Regions from separate parts of the Mus musculus genome. Here region 2 is linked to region 1. Evidence: chromatin contacts called from public HiChIP or PLAC-seq data. All regions are on one chromosome and are shown on one strand. Each heading gives the region's core, a stretch centred on a gene start, on an enhancer-like site or on the middle of the called end of the contact. The rest is flanking DNA. Distances are from core to core; before and after follow the strand shown.

Region 1 (2,808 bases), core at 165-2,664:
GCTCAAAATCCTGGTCACAGCTGAAATGGAGATGGGGGCGGGGAGGGGGGAGATGCAGTCTCTTCCTCCTCCCCACGGGACTTTGCTGTCTCTCAAAGCAGCAGGAGAGTATAGCAAAACGACCAAGAGCCTCCCTCTGCACAAAGAAGGTCAAAGGGCGAGCTTGCTTTCCGTCAACCACAAAACCAGCCACTGCCAAACCTAATCAATGTGGTTCGCTATAAGAGGTGAATGAAGCCCTAGACAGAAAACCAGAGACTCTCCTCTAGCCGCCGCTGAGGTCGGAGTCAGGTGACTCCTGGGGCAAACAGCAAACCTAAACAAAGATCACTCCCCACATGACCGACTGGGGAGAAGATGAGCAAGGCTGCTCAGACCCACCCCGGAAAACCATTAGCCATTAACTCTTGCTTTTTTTTTTTGCAGTCCGGGGAAACTGGAGGCGCCAACAAGTTATTCCTATTCTGCAGCTCCTCTTCAAGGAATGCACCTAGAGGGGTGAGGGACCTCATTCTCGGGACACAGAGGCGAAGTACCGCAGCACACGCCCCGGGTCCCCACATGCTTGCTGCAACCCGAACCCCTCCCCACCAGCTGTCACCCGCGCTCGGGGCCACTCTCAGCCAGGGAAAACACATGCCCTCTGGCCGCTTAGCCTGCAGCTGCGACCCCGCGGGGGCAGTGAGAGGACAGGCTTTGGCCAAGGGCTGTTGGGGCCAAAGCACGCCTAACCTCCGGGAAAGGGGCGCCAGGATGAGCGCGGCCCAGTGTCAGGGGTGGTCCTGGATCCATCCTCCTCCCGCTCCGCCCCAGGAGTCCCCAGCCCCAAGCGCCCCACCTTGTCACCGAAGCTGCGGGCCATCAGTAGGTCCGGGCTGGGCGTGCTGTCGCCTCCCACGGCCTCCTCGCTGCTGGAGCCGGCTAGCGGGTGCGGCATGTCGCGCAAGGACTGGGGCCCCGTGGACGGCAGGGCCTTGGGGGGCCCGCCCGCCATGGCGCGCAGCGCTCGGGACCCGGGCCGCCGCTTACTCCCGCAGCTCTCCGCCCCACTCGGCCCGAGGCCCTGCACTAGCTGGTGGTGGCAGCCTCCGCCCGATGCTTCTCCTGCCCGCGAGGCTGAGCTTTCCCGAGCGTTACACCACAGCTCCGTGGGCTAAGCCGCGCCAAACCCCAGCACCTCCGACCCTGCGCCCTGCTAGCAGCGCCACGCCGCCCACGGCTCTCAGCCCCGCCCCCGCGGAGCCTCTGCCCGCCGGGAGGGAGGGCGGGACGCAGGGTGGGGCGGAGCTTGAAGGAGGAGGCGGCCCGCCCCGCCCACCTCCCGGCAGGAAGTGCGCCCACTGGCAGCTTCGCTGGGGGCTCAGAAAGCATCAGTGTGAGTTAGGATCTTCCAGCCACACTGCACACGCAGAAAGAAATAAAAATGTGGAGCGTGTCTTAGTATCGTAAAGGGTTACGTGGCTCAGAGGAACTAGAGAACATCCAGTAGAAAAACTAGAAGGACATTTAAAGAGGCAGTGTGGTATGTCTTCAACTCCACACTGAAGTCCCCATACCGACTGGCTTCTGCAGCTAAGCGGGGTTTATGTAAGGCGAAACCTCAGAAGCATGAGCATCCGTAAATAGCGTGTGCTACAAATGATTTACGGTCCTGACGTGCACACTTAGCCAACCAGGTCTGCAAGAACCGTGAGGTCCTAGTTGTTTTTCACGCATTGATGGTTCCTATACTGGCCTCGGGCCGAACTGAATTCTCCAGAGCTTTTATTCGCTGCCATGGTGGAGATAGACTGGGCTTTACTTCCAGCTCTTTAAAGTATATCATTGTCCCCTTTTCCACTTACCTGTCACTGGCGCTTCAGTCTCGAAGGTCAAGTTAGAGGGTCATCTGCCCATCTAGCAAACACGTAAATACTGTGTGGGGCTCACTGTGAAGAAAGACATTTTTTCCAGTCCTTGAACTTCTTAGGTTTGTCCAGTTTTCCTGTTAAAAAATGGTGACAGGTTTTAACATTGGGATTCACAAAGGTCTCTCTCTATCTGTCACACTTTCTCTAAAAACAAAACATGTAGAATGCAGAATTGAAACCAACCCAAAATAACTACCAGAGTCTCATTTAACTTCAGTGGCCCCCTTCTGACGTAGTCCAAAGAGTTGAGCCCTTAGTACAGTATCCATTGTCTTTTATCTCCTCCAGAGCAGTCTGCCTTGGTTGGGAAAATAATATTGAAAGGGCACTAAACAGCAATTTTAAATGCTGTATCTGCCTCATGGGAGTGCTAGGGTCTGATCTCCTGAGTTGGGCAAAATTGTCACTTCATTTATATCTAGGAGCTGCCTAAAACTATTGCATACCCTATTATCTTCATTAAAGTAAACAATACAAATATAACTAGAAACGACTGATCTATAGATATCTGGCAGATCTTCTTCTTGAATATTGTTATTTATTTAAACAATTAGGCCACCTCAACATAATGGTGCTCTTAAGATTTCACAGAAGTAGGGCTGAAGAGATGGCTCAGTGGTTAAGAGTATTGACTACTCTTATAGAGGTTCTGAGTTCAATTCCCAGCAACCACATGGTGGCTCACAACCATCTGTGATGGGATCTGATGCCCTCTTCTGATGTGTCTGAAGACAGCGACAGTGTACAGTGTACTCATATAAATAAAATTTTTAAAACAACACTGCTTTTATACAGAACCTAGATTTGACAATGAGGTGAAGTGAAAGAACCAACTCCTCAAACGTTGTCCCTCTAACCCCTCACATGTGCACACAATAAAATAAAACTGTCTCCCAGC
Region 2 (2,808 bases), core at 216-2,715, 2.5 Mb before region 1:
GGGGGCATCTGAACCACTTAGCAAGGGAGATGGAAACAGGAGGGGACAGGAGGGGACAGAAGCAGGGAGGAGCAGGGAGGCCCAGTGATGTCCTGGAGACAATGCCACCTGTGGGAGGAGAGGCAGCTGCCTGGGAGAGTTGGGAAGCAGGAACAGGAGGCAGCTGTCAGGACAGACTGCAGGGTGTCCTCACTCATAAGGAATGATTCATTCCACTTCCTACCGAGTTCAAAACTCCTGTTCCCCCTGCCCTTCCTCACTTCTGTATTTTGGCTAAAGAAAAGGATTTGAAATCAGCACACCCAGACTTAGGAAAAGGGACCGCAGCTTTCAGTTGGCAGGTTCTGCGGTGAGGTATGCAAGGGCAGAACCCTATCGAGTTCCCACTGGAGATAAATCTGCCTCTATGGCAGTTTATCGAGGCTTTATGCAGGGCGGCACCTCACAGAGGAGGGACCGTAGCCAAGAAAAGAACCATTCTCAAGACTTGATTTTTTTTTTGTTTTTTGTTTTCCTTTTATTTGTGGTTAAATTTAAAGAAAAGTGCCTTCGTTTTTAACCAGACACCAGAAAAGGATGGAGGCCTGTGTGGTGCTGCTGACTGCCTGGAGACCTTTGTTAAGGGTTTCCCATCCATTTCCTGTACTAATGGATCTGCAGGAGGTGGGACGCCTCTCCACCAAACAGCCTGGCTAGACTTCCTGTCGTACATTCAGACACCTTTGTGACATGAAGAAACAGAGGATTTCCTCAGAGAGCAGAGTCTTGCAAGCTGTCATTCTCTGTCTAAGAGGAACCTCACCAGGAAAACACGTCTGTTGAAAGCCCTACTTTCGGATTCATAGGAAAGATTGGGAGGTGGGGGAGTAACTGGGTCCATGTTAAAGAAACAGTTCCAGGAACCTGCCCAGGACAGGCCGAGCCGGGGGTGGGGGTGGGGGTGGGGGTGGGCGGGGGGAGTGTACTCAGGGGCTGAACCCTGCGGGACCACCCTTGGAGGAAACCTTTCCGGAATGCCCTAAATCTGGTTAGAGCCCGGGAAGGGACCGCGGACAGCTGTCCTTGCTCTCCAACCCACCTGCAGCGTCCCAGCTGGGGCTGGCCTGGCTGTAGTGACTGACTCCTACCTAACAGAGAGGGACAAACTTCCAGAGCCACAGCTAGCTTTTCCTGCCGCGCTCCCCAGCCCTACTCCTGCTGTGACAGCGGCGATGACACATTCCCCCCCACCCCACCCCGGGGTCGAGAGCTGCGAGGATCTCCAGGGTACCGCCCAGCCCGTCCACCTTCGTCCCCTCCGCTGCACAGCGCAGACTCACCGGCATGGTGAGCACACTAGACGGCCGCCCGGGTCGCGTCTGTCCGCTCGCTGCTCGGGACTCAGCCCGGGACTCTACTCAGGACTCTACTTGGGACTCGACTAGGATTGCGGCTGCTACCGCGCCCTGGCCACGCGAGTCACGTGGCCCGGTGAGGTGGCGCGCGGGCGCCTGGGAGTTGTGGTCCTCACTCGCGCGCCACCTCACGGCCCAGGCCACGCCAACCGCGGGGGACCCACGCGCACAACCCCTGAGTTGTGCGACATCTCCGAAATCCCCAGCGGCCCAGGCAACCTGTAATTGACCTTGCCTTGGCAATTAGCATGAAAATGTTTATTACTTTTTGATCAGATATCTCGTTAAGCTTAACACATGTTGAGTGCAAAATTAAAAGGTTCATCCCAGGAACACAAAAACAACAAATTAGGAGTGCATTAAATCAACTACGCCCTAGACGCTCCCTGTCGCCACTTTATCTTCTACAATCTGATGAGCACACAGCAGTGCACAGTTGTAATTTTCTTTCTGTGTACATTCTCACAATGATTACGTTTCTATATTGCACAAGGTTTTCATCTTCCTTGTAGGTAATTTAAAAAATCTTAGTTTATTTGGGCTACATTAACAAACTATAATAGACTGCGGGCTTATAAACCATGGACATTTGTTTCTCACAGTCCCGAAGTCCAAGGTCGGGGCTCAGATTCCATTACACCCCAGGGCTGCTTTCGGCTTACGGACTGCTTTTTTCTCATTCTCCCTCACACGCACTAGGCTGTATTTGTTTTCTTACTAGGTTGATAAACTTTTTCTCTCGTTAGTATTTCCATTGCTTTTTTTTTTTTTTTTTTTTTTTTTTTTTTTTTTTTTGGTGTGTGTGTGTGTGTATTGTCTTTTCATCTCACTGATTTAATTTTATCAGGAATATATATCAAACTTTTAACATTAATTCTTTCCCTAACATCAAGAATCTTTCATATACGTTCTTAAACACACTTGGCAATCCTTTGCCAACCAATCTGCCCATATGTTCCCCTCAAAGAACTCTGACCAAGGGTTAGCTGAGACACTGAGACTGGAGTCGGACATCTCAGCTCAAATCCTGAGTTCTGGAGTATTAGCCATGAGGCCTCAGATAAACAGCTTTATACATCTAAGGCTCAGCTTCCTGATCAGATTTAAAAATAAATATATACTAGAGTCTATGTCACATAGGTGTTGAAAGACTTAGATGAAAACACAGGTTGAATTCTCAGCATTAAACCTGGCAGTGGAGCCTTGTGTGATAAATGGAAGCCATTGTCATGATTAACAGCAAATATTTCCACCCTGTGAGAGAGCCACCTGCAAAAGGTTAAGCTCAGGGTCACACAGAGTTTGGCCAAAGCTAAGGGGAGTTGTACAGCCTCAGAGAAAACATATCTGCAGGACTCACAGGAGGGTAAAAATCTATCTAACCTCAGTGGCTAATGGGCTAGGCCTTTTGAAG

What was found. HiChIP or PLAC-seq counts read pairs in DNA pulled down with a chosen protein or histone mark.
Region 2: a contact with region 1 is called in an H3K4me3 HiChIP or PLAC-seq map of stem cell-derived neural progenitor cells, with 8 times the contacts expected there. The contact joins the promoter of Slc31a2 here to the promoter of Snx30 in region 1. A contact is called at or near these places in 1 of 484 Hi-C or Micro-C datasets (B cells) and 5 of 115 datasets of contacts at active chromatin or transcription factors (astrocytes, bone marrow-derived dendritic cells, embryonic forebrain and 2 more).

What each region holds. Positions count from the first base shown.
Region 1 is chr4:59,804,256-59,807,063 of GRCm38.p6, reverse strand. It overlaps Snx30 (sorting nexin family member 30), which reads right to left and starts at 1,414. Exons shown (of 9, transcript NM_172468.2): 1 at 839-1,414. The coding sequence starts at 994.
Region 2 is chr4:62,285,086-62,287,893 of GRCm38.p6, reverse strand. Slc31a2 (solute carrier family 31, member 2) reads right to left here and starts at 1,465. Exons shown (of 4, transcript NM_025286.3): 1 at 1,320-1,465. The coding sequence starts at 1,325.